Linked DNA regions of Danio rerio: region 2 is linked to region 1. The links are chromatin contacts, called in public Hi-C maps. All regions are on one chromosome and are shown on one strand. Each heading gives the region's core, a stretch centred on a gene start, on an enhancer-like site or on the middle of the called end of the contact. The rest is flanking DNA. Distances are from core to core; before and after follow the strand shown. Region 1 holds the start of tcf4 (transcription factor 4). Region 2 overlaps tcf4 (transcription factor 4).

Region 1 (6,892 bases), core at 2,152-4,651:
AAAATACTGTTCAAAATGTGTTAAAAACAAATCTCTCCGTCATAAACATGTACAGCATATGGCATGCACACAGATTATTTCCCAATATCATACGAGCATGAGTGAATACAGTTATTTATTTGCTCATTTAAATGATTTAATAATAATATCTGTGAAAATGTGCTAATTATATAAACTACACAGAAAAAATATCAACTTTTTACTTGCATCAAATACAATTCATCCCAACTCACATCAGCCAAACAGACTAAAGATATGAAGTTAAACTGAGTTTAACTAAAAACAAAGGAGCTGAAATAAGCTAAAATAGCATCAAATATTTTGTTATCATGACTTCTTCTTGCATCATGTTTTATTTATATAGAACTTTAAGAAATATGAGCATTAAAAAACATCCAAAAAACAGCAAATCTATCAGCTTCCGGTCAACTTCCAAACTTTTTAATCTCACAAAAATAAATGTTCTCACGCCAACCAACACCCCAGCAAACGCAGACTCCTGCAAGCAGACTCATTATTAGCATTAGATAGCAAATAGTAGCAATATTACAAGCTAAAACGCTCATTAATTCCTAATCTGACGCACAATTAAAGGGTTTTTCTGTGGCTGTGCATCATCTCCGCCTCCGAGAGAAAGACAAAAAGCCGCTGGTGGAAGTGTTGGGGATTGTGGGAGGAGAATCTTCATGTCTGCGCTTTAATGCGTTTGACTGACAAGCAGAACCAAAACAGAGCCGTGCACTTTTTTTTTATTCTGTCGTCCTGCTATTAAAATAAACCCACTTTATTTGAAACGGTGGCTTAATAAGCCACGGCTGTTAGCAGAACAAACGTACGCCGTTGAGTCTAGAGACTGGCACTGGAAACGGGCAACGGGGAAATAATCCGTACTGTAAATTTAGCAGCGTGCCCACACGTTTGCATGTTATTTATTGAATGTATTTCTTCTTCACACTTTATGAAATGTTTCCTAGTGTGTTGTGTTTTTTTCTGAGCCAAGTTGCATGGCAACAGACTAGCTGTAGTTTTGAGACCCCCCTCCATCCTGGTGGCCGACTTTCCAACAGCGTAAAACTGCGACGCAATTCAGGCGAAAGCGCAGGATCTGGGGGGCTAAAGAAGGGGGAAGGGGGCGGCATGCAAATTATCGAACCCTAAACAACACTCAAGTCTGCAGAAAACAATAGCAGGCATTGAAAACACGGGCCGTGACACTGACAAACGCTTCTTTTTTTTCTCTCTCTCAGCCTCCATCTGCGCTGGCGCGTCACCATATCAATGCACCGCGGGGAAATGATGCATGCGCAGGAATGAGCCGCAGCACTTCCTCAATCCACTTCCAGGGTGGAGGTCGTTTATTTTTAGTTGTGTGCGCAAATTTCAAAATCAGCTTTTGTGCATGTGTGTGTGTGTGCAGTGTGTGCTCTAAAACACACACTTTGGCCCCTGCAGGTGTGGCGTCCGTATTGCACAAATTATGCATGAGTGTGTTTGTGCAGAAAAACAAGCCGCCGCGCAGCATTTCAAACACCAACATCTGCCACAACAATCACCGTAATCCTCACAGCGCGTCAACTGTGACTTGCATGTCACACACACACACACCTGAAGTTGTGTGTTTTAATAGGGCAAACATCTGCACACACCTAAAAGGGATAGTTCACCTTTAAAAATGAAAACTTACACTTCAACTTGAGTTTCTTTCTTCTGCTGAAGAGAAATATCTGAAGACTGATGGCATGCATTGTGTTTTATTTCTATCACAAAAGTGAATGTGTGCCGTCAATCAGCATTAATAAAAATAAAACTGTTTGTGTTTCTCATGAAGCTTAAAAGCATCAAATAAAGAGGCATTTTTCCTTTTTGGGTGAACTATCCCTTGAAGCTTCCTTTATATTACACATGTGCATATTTAAACCAAGCTCATGATGAAGAGAGAAGCACATGCATTGACATACTTGATCCAGAGAAGTGTCCACTTCCTAGAGACGTGGGTCCGTTCTTCCCGCCGCTGACAGGAGGAGAAAACATCTACAAACAGAGATGACAACACGTTACAAGCTGGAAAAAAACCTTACAAACACACACATTTGATTTGAAACATGCTCAATTCCCTGCGGTATTAACATGCATGCATCAGCTCTCTCTGCATTTGATTGATAATATGACCTCAGATGTGACTGCACAAGTCAAAGTCTACAGTCTGCTTGGAATATTTTTGGAAAGTGAGGCTGAAAGGCACATTTCCTGAGTCAAAACTTGCCATTTCTCACAGGATGCACATTTAAGCTCTTTTGTCACTCAACCATCATCATCATCATCATCATCATCATCAGAAGAAGAAGAAGAAGAAGAAGAATCTACTCTAAACATTAAGGAATTCTGATGGAATTTCAAAGTGACAGATCAAAGGGGAGGGGGGGGGGCGCTGCAAGATTCGATCACGTTCTAAATTCCATCAGAATTCCGGTTTAAACTTTCTGTCAAGGGTCAACACAACATGTACACGAATCTATGAAAGAGCAAACAGAAAGAAAACACAAGAATAAAGTGGGATATACTACCATTGACGTGGGGAACATTTTCAAATCGCTGTTTCGCATCTATAAGACAACAGAATTACTAATGCAGCAACATCACATCTATCAAAACCACAACTTTCTGTTTGTTTGAGTTTTAGATTGCACAAAAGTCATCTTTAAACACTTCTACAGATCAATTTGCGCACTCTAACACAATGCAATGTGACAAAAGCACAGAAAGTACAGTGTGTGTGTGTGTGATCTCCGGCGTGGAGAAACGCGAAGTGACTTACCGCGCTGAAATCCAGTAAATCGCTGAGTTCCTTATCCGTCCCTAAAGCGGCCATTCTCTGATGATGATGGTGATGATGATGATGGTGATGATGCATTTTTTTTTTTTTTTAGAAAATATCACATAAACCTAAAAACATGGAAACAGATCGCAATGAGAAAACACCCGATCAGGAGGAGCGTGTCTGGTCTTCAGAAACACACACGCACGCGCACACACACATACACACACGCACACAAACGGACCCACGGCACGATCGAGCCCCCAAAAATTCCACTCAGAGTCTGTGGGATCAGAGGAACATTTCTGCACGAGCCGAAGCGGACGCGCAGGTGTCCGGTTGCGCGCTGCTCGCTCACGCGTTCAGATCAACAAAAAGTCTCTCCAAGTGTCCGGCCGGCGACAATCCGAAAAGCGACCGATCAATAACTCGGAGAGAGGAGAGAAGGGTGGATTAATAAAAAACGCGCAGATCTGTGCGCTCGTGGACTGCTTTATTGACAGGACGCTGAAATGCGCGTTCGCACAGCACCTTCTGCAGGAGCGCTCCAGTCAAACCCGCGCGGACGCACGCAACTTCTGATGCTTTTTAGGAATTATTGCACATTTATTTGAGCACGGAGACAGCTCGGGTCTACTTCTTGATCACTCGAAAGTAAACGAAAAGGCGATTATATAAAATGAGTGTGCTTTTTTCTTTCAGAGCAAATTGAAAAGAGAAAGAATCATAGATTTTGACAGTGATTTATAGACGACACGCAGGCGCTGAAATCTTATTGAGCGCGACGATAGTTTATATGTCACCAAGCAAATACTGCCATTTAAAACGCATTCGGAAATCTGATTTATGACCATATATATGTATATATGAACAGATATATTGTGAACATATATGTGCGTATTTGAAATTCCAACCGTTTAAACTAATACATGTAAAATGCCATTTGTAAATGTTTTAAATGTGTGTTGCAAACATACAGTATGTCTGATCTAACTACTACACCATATACAGTATATGCAATTTGCATATAGAGCAATATATCAGATTTCTATATGGGCTAAAAGACTATTCAGGATCACAGTTCAACCCTATGAATCTGCAATCTGAAAAAATGGCTAGATTTGACCTGTTTGACAACATGTCTTTCATACATTTGATTGGAAGCATTTTCAATGCATTTCAAGATGTGCATACTATCAGAATAATTGTGATTTGATATTATGACTCAAATATGTCTGCTATTTTTCCACAAAAGTTATTAATTTAATTTCTGTGCAAATAAATCAGATTTTAGGAATGCATCTGACAGAAACACACACACAGATGTCTCATCTTTGACCTGATATAGTGAGCCGCTGATCAACACTCTAGAAAATGCTGGGTTGTTTTGTGTCACATATGGACAAACCCAGCAATTGAGTTAAAAAAAAAAGTGTAAGTTATGCGAGACATTTACATATAACATTTCACACACAATGGTGTAAATAAAGAAGAACAAAAGAGACATAAAAAACAAGTATAAGAAATAAAAACAGTGCATTTTTGAACCTATATGTGCATATTTGCCAATTGTTTAAACTAATTAATGTAAAATGCCATTTTGGAAATCTTGTAAATATGTGTTGCATACATACAGTATGTCTTATATATGTAAAATCTAACTTCTATGCCTTTTATAAATGTGCTTTGCATATATTGCAATATATCAGATTTCAATACGGGTGAAAAAGACTATTAAAAATGGCTAGATTTGACATATTTGACAACATGTTTTTCATACATTTGATTGGAAGCATTTTTAATGCATTTCAAGAAGTGCATAATATCAGAATAATTGTAATTTGATATTATGACTCAAATATGTCTGTTTTTTTCCACAAAAGTTATTAATTTAATCTGCTTTCTGTGCAAATAAATCAGATTTTAGGAATGCATCTGACAGAAACACACACAGATGTCTCATCTTTGACCTGATATAGTGAGCCGCTGATCAAACACAAGAAAATGCTGGGTTGTTTTGTGTCACATATGGACAAACCCAGCAATTGAGTTAAAAAAATGTAAATTATGTGATATACAATATATATATATATATATATATATATATATATATATATATATATATATATATATATATATATATATATATATATATATATAACACACTGTTATTCACACACAATGGTGTAAATAAAGAAGAACAAAAGATGCTTATGTAAAGTGTAAGAAATAAAAACAGTGTATTTATGAACATACATGTGCATATTTGCCAACTGTTTAAACAAATACATGTAAAATGCCTTTAGTAAATGTTTTAAATATGTGTTGCAAACATACAGTATGCTTGATCTAACTCCTAAACCATTTACAGTATCTGCAATTTGCATATAGAGCAATATATCAGATTTCTATATGGGATAAAAGACTATTCAGGATCACAGTTCAGCCTCATACTGTATATCTGCAGTCTGAAAAATGACTAGATTTGACCTATTTGACAACATATCTTTCATAATTTAGACTGGAAGCATTATTATTTTTAAAAATGCATTTTAATAAATGCGTATAAATATATCAGAATAATTGTGATTTATGACTCAAATATCTCTGTTTATTATTATTATTATTTCCACTGAAGTCATTAATTGCATTTAATCTGCTTTTTGTGCAACAAATAAATCAGATTTGAGGAATGTATCTGACAGAAACACACACAGATGTCTCATCTTTGACTTGTTGTGAGCCGCTGATCAAACACTCTAGAAAATGCTGCGTTGTTTTGTCAAATATGGACAAACCTATCAGTTGGGTTAAAAAAATGCAAGTTGTGTGAGACATTTTTATTTATATTTCTAAATAAAAGTTAGCTTAAAAAAAAAAAAAAAAAAATATATATATATATATATATATATATATATATATATATATATATATATATATATATATATATATATATATATATACACACACACACAATGGTGTAAATGAAGAACAACAATTAAAAGCAACAAAGAATAAAGCAGATTAAAATGTGTTTAAAATTAATTAAAATACACAAACAATGCAATCTATTTAAATTAAATTAAATTGTAAAAAAAAAATAATAATGTTTGACCCAATGTTGAGTTAGAAACAATCTAGCATTTTTTTAAAGTGAAGCTCCAGGGTTCAAGCTCAGTCATCGCAAAAACATCACTTATGAACCTTTTAATCCCCCAAATAACCAAATCACTATTATTCTACTATGTAGACTATTAAATGTGTAAAAAGAGTCATCTCCTAACCCATCCAAACCAATCTAAAGTGGACAAACGCAAGTAAAATTGGCTCACGTTTGGCTGATGTTTTCTCTTTGGAAATCTTCACAGTGCTGCACCTGTAAAACACACTGCTTTGCATAAAAAAAAGCTTTTCTCTCTTTTTTTTGCAAAGTGTTATTCATAATGCAGAAATGCACAACTGTAGTTTAAGATGCACAGTCTTAATCATTTATTTTTATTTAAAAATAATTATATATATATATATATATATATATATATATATATATATATATATATATATATATATATATATATATATATATATATCAATGCATTCTTGGGGTCTTAAAAGCATAATGCTGTAAATGTAATGACAAATTATGAATATGATTGTATTTAATGACTTGCATTTATTCTTTATCGTGCATAAAAACAATTGCATAGTTTAAATATTTATTTTATCAGGAAAACAGATTTGTAATCACCTTTTCAAGCGTGTCCTGGAGCCTTTAGGTTAATTAATTTATTATAAATAAATAAATAATTTTTTTTAAAATGTCAATGTGTGTCAAAATGTCTAGATTTTTTATATGCATTGCAAAGAAGAGCTCCAGAAGTAAAGATCAATCAAAAGCTGGATATGCAGTTGTTAGATATGTGATGGTATTGATCCATAAGTGATTGATTCATTTCTCATCAGTGTTATATTTTTTCAAAGCATCATAATAGCAGCGTTTATGATTTCTGCATCACACACACGGGTCTCTTGCAGGGGTCTGATGTCTCGCTGGAGGACATGATTTCACACACCTGTGCC
Region 2 (7,084 bases), core at 3,670-6,169, 190 kb before region 1:
ATAAGATGACTTTTATGATGCTTGATGCATATAAGGTCAAATAAATATTTACATACAGTGAAAGTGCATGTGCATGAACATATCCGAGCTGCACCAAAAAACAACAAACTCAATAAAAGTGTGAAAAACGTCATCCATATACATCGCCAAAAATATAGATGATGAAAATATGATGCTTTTATTCACTTGTTTGCAATAAAGTCTGAGAAATATTTATAAATATTTAAAGTGCATGTGCATACCCCAAAATACACCCCAAATATTTATAACTACTTTAAAACTTTTATTTTTTATTTTATTTTAGTTTTTTACAGTTTTTTTGTGGAAAAAATAAAGCCAAAGAAATATTTATATATTAAAAGTGCATGTGAATGAAGGGTTTTAGGTTGTGCATGAAAGCTTCAGCAAAAAGCAGCTTAAAAGCACAACACTAGACGTCCATCTGCACTATATTACAGCAAAAACTATCATCAGACTTCAAAACACTTGCAATATAGAAATATGAAATTCGATATGCTTGTCATAATATCATAAGAGCTAATTACAATGTGTGTTTTTGGGTCATTTTCCAGCTCTAATGCCTCAATTCACATGCATGTTTACTATATGAATAATACATTTCACCAAATATCCATAAGTCTTATAATAATTCAGTCTACAAAACTATGAACTTTTTATATATCCCATGATGGATGGATTATAAATAAAGCATCATATTTTAGTAAATGTGAATGCAAAGAGAGGAATCTGAGCTTTAGATACGGACAAAAATATCATAATAGCTCATTATAATGCTGTTTTTACACCTCAAATGCTTCCATTGGCATGCATTTTCACTATATGAAACAGCAGCATGCACATTCTGCTAAACACACATCAACAATTATTAAAAGTGCATGTGAATAAAGGGGTTTAAGTTGCAAAATGTGCATGAAAGCATCAACATAATCAGCCATATGAATCATGGACAATATATAAACACCAAACTTGCAAAAAAAGTGAGAACAAATATATATATATATATATAAAGCATTGGAGCAACAAAAAGATACAGAAAGCGGCATAAAAGCACAATTCTAGACGTCCATCTGCACTATATTCATATCATCTGACTTTAAAACACTTGCAATATAGAAATATAAAATATGATATGCTTGTTAAATTTATCATAATAGCTAATTATAATGTGTTTTTTGGTTGCCTTTTTCAGCTCTAATGCCTCAATTCACATGCATGTTTACTATATGAACAATACATTTCACCATATATCCATAAGTCTTATAATAATTCAGTCTACAGAACTATGAACTTGTTATATAATGTATGGATTATGAATAAAGCATCATATTTTAGAAAATGTAAATGCAAAGAGAGGAATCTGAGCTTTAGATTTGGACAAAAATATCATAATAACTCATTATAATGCTGTTTTAGGTCATTTTTTGCAGCTCAAATGCTTCCATTGGCATGCATTTTCACTATATGAAACAGCAGCGTGCACATTCTGCTAAACACACATCGACAATTGTTAAAAGTGCATGTGAATAAAGGGGTTTAGGTTGCAAAATATGCATAAAGGCATCAACATAATCAGCCATATGAATCATGGACAATATATAAACACCAAACTTGCAAAAAAAGTGAGAATAAATATATATATATAAAGCATTAGAGCAACAAAAGGATACAAAAAGCAGCATAAAAGCACAACACTAGACGTCCATCTGCACTATATTACAGCTAAAACTATCATATGACTTCAAAGCACTTGCAATATGAAATATGATATGCTTGTATGAGCAAAAGTTGATCAAAATAAAGGTTATTTGAGCTGCAAAACAACAAAAGCACCATAAAAGTTTTCCATTTAACTACTTAAGTCTGTTCCTCAAATTAATTTACCACAAGACTTCATAGGATTCAGCAGATTTATATCTATATTTAGTAAAAGTACATGTGAATTGAGGGATCAGTGCTACACAAAAAAGCCCAAATAAAAAAAGCATCATAACAGCTGTCAGCTTGACTTTATTACACGTCGTAAGACTCAAACTGAAGTATATATTTCCATATAGTGAAAGTGCATGCGAATGAAGATGTTGTAGCTGCATAAATGACAAAAATATGAACCAAAAAAGCTTCATAATAGTCATTTGACTCATGCAATATGATTATTACCACATGGCACAGTACATCTACTATACTCACCATTTCAGTTATTAATTTGATTGAGATCAAATTATCATATGACTTCATATGAATTATACACTGAGAATCCATGTATATATATTTTGTTAAAGTGAAAATGCATGTGAATGAAGGCAACATAACTGCAAAAATATCACAAAATAAACAGTATGATAAGATTCTCATGACAATAAGACTTCTGTGTTCACTGTCATTTAGATTATATAGGCAATATATTATTAAAAGACATAAGAATGGAGGGATTTGAGCTGCAAAAATGACGAAAACGCATCATAACAGACACATAATATAGTATATAACTTAAGTGGACTATAATTATGCAAATTTCATGGTGCATTGTGTTATCGTTGGAGCTCACGTAGCTTCATTCGCATGCATTTTCACTATTTATAAAAGAGCAGTGTGTATTTTGGGTTTTACCGTAGACAGAAAGATATACTATGACAGAACATACACTTCATTTTTGTCTACAAGACACTAATTAAGCCTATGAACATTGATGATTTAGAATATTAAAATATCACATTAGAATATTGAAATATCACATTTTACATATAGGGAAATTGAATGACTGAATGTACAGTAAAGAGGAATTTGAGCTCTAAAAATGACAAACATATCATAATAGCTCATTATAATGTTTGTTTTTGGCCATTTCTTCAGCTCAAATGCTTCCATTAGCATGCATTTTCACTATATATTTAAAACAGCAGCATGCACATTCTACTAAATATCTTATTCTGTGTCTCTTGAATGCAAATATAAGGATTTTAGCTCTAGGAAGGACAAAAAGCATCATAATTATTAATTATAACAGTGCTTTTGGACATTTTTGTAGCTCAAACACTTCCATTTGTCATGCATTTTCACTTTATATATAAAACAGTATGCCTATTCTATTAAGCATCTCCTTTTTGTTTCTCCTTTAGTGAAAGTAAATGCAAATAGAGGGAATTGACCTCTAAACAGAACAAAAAGCATCATAAAGGCTCATTATAATGTTGTTTTTGGTCATTTTTACATCTTAAATGCTTCCTTTGGCATGCATTTTCACTACACATATAAACATACACATTCTACAAAATATGTCATTTTGTATATTCTTTAGTGAAACAATTTAAATAGAGGAATTTGAGCTCTAGAAAAGGACAAAATTCATCATAATAGCTCATTTAAATGTTTTTTTGGAAGCTGCTTCCAATCACATGGATATTCATTATATACAGAAATAGCAGCGTGCGCATTCTACTAAACATCTCCTTCTGTGTTTTACAGAAGAAATAATGTCATGCAGGTTTTTAAATGACGTCAGAACATTATTTTATGCATCAGACACTAATTAAACTTAGACAAAATACTGATTTAGAACATATATTAAAATATGTTCTACATATAGTGAAAGCGAATGCAAATAAAGAATTTGAGCTCTACAATAGGTGAAAATTCATAATAGCTCATAATAATATATATATTTTTTGGTCATTTTTGTGGTTCAAACGCTTCCATGGACATGCATTTTCCCTTGATATATGAAACAGCATCATGGACATTATATTAAACATCTATTTTTGTTTCTCCTTAAGTGAAAGTGAATGCAAATAGAGGGAATAGAGCTCTAAAAAGAACAAAAAGCATCATAAAAGCTCATTATAATGTTGTTTTTGGTCATTTTTACATCTTAAAGGCTTTTATTGGCATGCATTTTCACTATAAAACAGCAGCGCGCACATTCCACCACATATCTCCTTTCGTTTTTCCTTTAGTGAAAGTGAATGCAAATAGAGAAATTTAAGCTCTAGAAAAGGACGACAAACACCATAGCTGTTAATTATAAAAGTGTTTTTGGACATTTTCACTATATATATCTCCTCTGTTAGTGAAAGTGAATGCAAATAGAGAAACTTGAGCTCTAAATAAGACAAAAACATCATAATAGCTCATTTTAATGTTTGTTTTTGGTCAGTTTTGCAGCTTAGCTGCTGGCATTCCCATGCATATTCATTATATACAAAAATAGCAGCGTGCACATTCTGCTAAACATCTCCTTTTGTGTTTTACAGAAGAAAGTCATGCAAGTTTTTCAATGACATCAGAACATTATTTTTGTCTCAGACACTAATTAAATGTATGCAAAACTACTGATTTAGAACAAACTGTATATTAAAATATCAGATTTTTACATTCTACTAAGTATCTCCTTTTGTGTCTTATAATCATTCAGTCCACAGAACTATGAACTTGTAATATAAATGCTGATGTATGGATTATTAATGCTTTTTTTCATCATCATCAAAGAGCAGCTCCTCCTTTTGTGTGTCATGCGGGTTAGTAAATGATGACAGAATGTTCATTTTTTGTGTGTGTGTGTCTGAATTATTCCTTTATGAGTCTCAAACACTAATTAAACTCGCAAGATTGCGCTGAAATTACTAATTTGGCCTTTTTAAATTCTTTATGATCATGAACTCGACTTCATCTGTGTCAGTGGAACATGGCTGGAGGAAAGCAGCAAAATGACACTGGATTGTTCAGCGATATCTCACAAATCCTGACTGCAAATCAAGCACATGTTCATTAAGACGCAACCCGAGGTTCTGCAGGGTTCACACACACACACACACACACGGTTGGTTTTAAACAGCGTTCTCACACTCTGCTTCCAACACAAGCGCTGTGGACAGCTGGTGCGGGAGGGAGGCTGCTGCTTTCTTTCTTTCTTTCTTTGGCTGAGTTTTGGGACGCAGCCAAACTCTTACCTCCGTCTGCACACTGCACACTCCGACCGCTACCTGTCAGTCAAACCGTCACCATGGAGACACACCTGAACCCACACTCACACAGTCACTCACACATTCAGACGCACACATGCATGCACACTAAAACAGTTTTACACACGTGTACACACACACACACACACACACACACACACACACACACACACACACACACACACACACACACACACACACACACACACACACACAATCACAATCACAATCTCTCTCGCACACATACACACAATGCAAAACAGTCACACACACACACAGAGACTTGCGCACACACACATACACACACACACACACCCAAAGACTCTCTCTCATACACAAGCACACGCACGCACACACACACATACGAAGACAGTCACATGCACACACATAAAATACATAGTCTCTCTTACACACACATGAACAGTCTCTCACACACACACAAAGGCACTGTCACACATTCACACACAAGCATACGCACACACACACACACACGAACACACTTATAAAAACAGTCTCTCTAACAAACACACGCACGCACACACACACAGATACGTACGCATGTACGTGCATGCGCACGCACACACACACACACACACACACACACACACACACACACACACACACACACACACACACACACACACACACAGCATGAACACTTTATTATTTAAAATAACTAATTAAATAAGTAAATAATGAATAAAAAAATACATAAATAAATAATTATAAATATAATAAAAAATCGATTTTTTAATTTAAATTTTCTCTTTTATTTGAAAAATTTGAGAATGCATATAAAATATTTAGGTAAATAATTACTGTATTTATTCAACATTTAATATTTAAAATAAGTAACTAAATAAATAAATACATATTAATAATTATAATAATAATAAAATGAGACTGCTATTTAAATTTCAAATTAATGGAAAGTGTGAGAGAATATATATATATATATATATAATGGATAAACATAATAAAAAAAGAAAGATTTTGCTATTTAAATTTTCATATTTAATAAGGAATTGTAAGAATAAAATAACGTTTTTAAGTAATTAATTAATGTATTTAATGGATATTTTTTGCTTTTGATTAAAAATTATGAGAATATATATACATAAATGTAAAAAGTAATTAGGTACTTTATTTAAATTGGGGGGAAAATCTTTAATTTAATACATCTTATTTTTTCTTATGACTTTCTATAAAATACAAAAATTCAGGAGGGTTAATACTTCTGTCTATATATATATATATAGTTATAAGTTAAATATTAAGTTAATGTACTGCAGTTCTCATTCATTCATTCATTCATTCATTCATTCATTCATTCATTCATTTTCTTTTCGGCTTAGTCCCTTTATTAATCTGGGCTCACCACAGCGGAATGAACCGCCAATTTATCCAGCATATCTTTTACGCAGTGGATGCCATTCCAGCTGCAACCCATCACTGGGAAACACCCATACACACTCATACACTACAGACAAGTTCATCAATTCCGTTATAGGACTGTGGGGGAAACCGGAGCACCCAGAGGAAAACCACGCCAACACGGGGAGAACATGCAAACTCCACACAGAAACACCAACTGGCCCAGCCGGGACTAGAACCAATGAATATCTTGCTGTGGGGCGTCATTGCTAACCACTGAGCCACTGTGACACCCACAAATATAAATGAACAAACAGAAGCAAAAAACAAATGCATTTGATTTCCCAAAATGACTCAAAAGACTCCTTAAATCATAACAATCGTATAACGCAGCTAGTGCATAATCAAAATATGAAACCTTTATGATGCATTATTGAAGCTCTAATGCCCATTTACATACACTTAACATAGTTATAACTATCTAATGCACACACTTAACATCACACGTCTTGTTTATACACACACACACACACACACACATGCACAAGCATGCACACACACATACTGTATGAAGACACAGTCACACGCGCACACACACTCAAACACTCAAACACTCACACATTCATCACGTTGTGGGTACCAAATGTCCCCACAAGTATAGCAATATCAGTCACTTTTGACCTTGTGAGAACCTTTTTTGTCCCCCATGACAGAAAACAGCTCTAAAGTCAGAC

Evidence for each region. A called contact is a pair of places that touch in the nucleus more often than the background predicts.
Region 2: a Hi-C map of an unstated tissue shows a contact between it and region 1, with 2.1 times the contacts expected there. The contact joins the enhancer-like site here to the promoter of tcf4 in region 1. A contact is called at or near these places in 4 of 18 Hi-C or Micro-C datasets (caudal fin, hematopoietic stem cells, skeletal muscle and 1 more) and 1 of 4 datasets of contacts at active chromatin or transcription factors (embryo).

What each region holds. Positions count from the first base shown.
Region 1 is chr21:1,607,735-1,614,626 of GRCz12tu, reverse strand. tcf4 (transcription factor 4) reads right to left here and starts at 3,401. Exons shown (of 20, transcript XM_073935633.1): 1 at 3,060-3,401; 2 at 2,816-2,943; 3 at 1,959-2,031. The coding sequence starts at 2,911.
Region 2 is chr21:1,801,661-1,808,744 of GRCz12tu, reverse strand. The region is part of intron 8 of tcf4 (transcription factor 4); the gene reads right to left. Among named protein-coding and RNA genes, the nearest start is that of tcf4, 190 kb to the right of the region's middle. Within about 2 kb of position 4,919, at least 12 of the 62 cell types and tissues checked have an H3K27ac peak or open chromatin away from gene starts, as enhancers often do. A contact at or near this core is called in skeletal muscle, where this site is marked.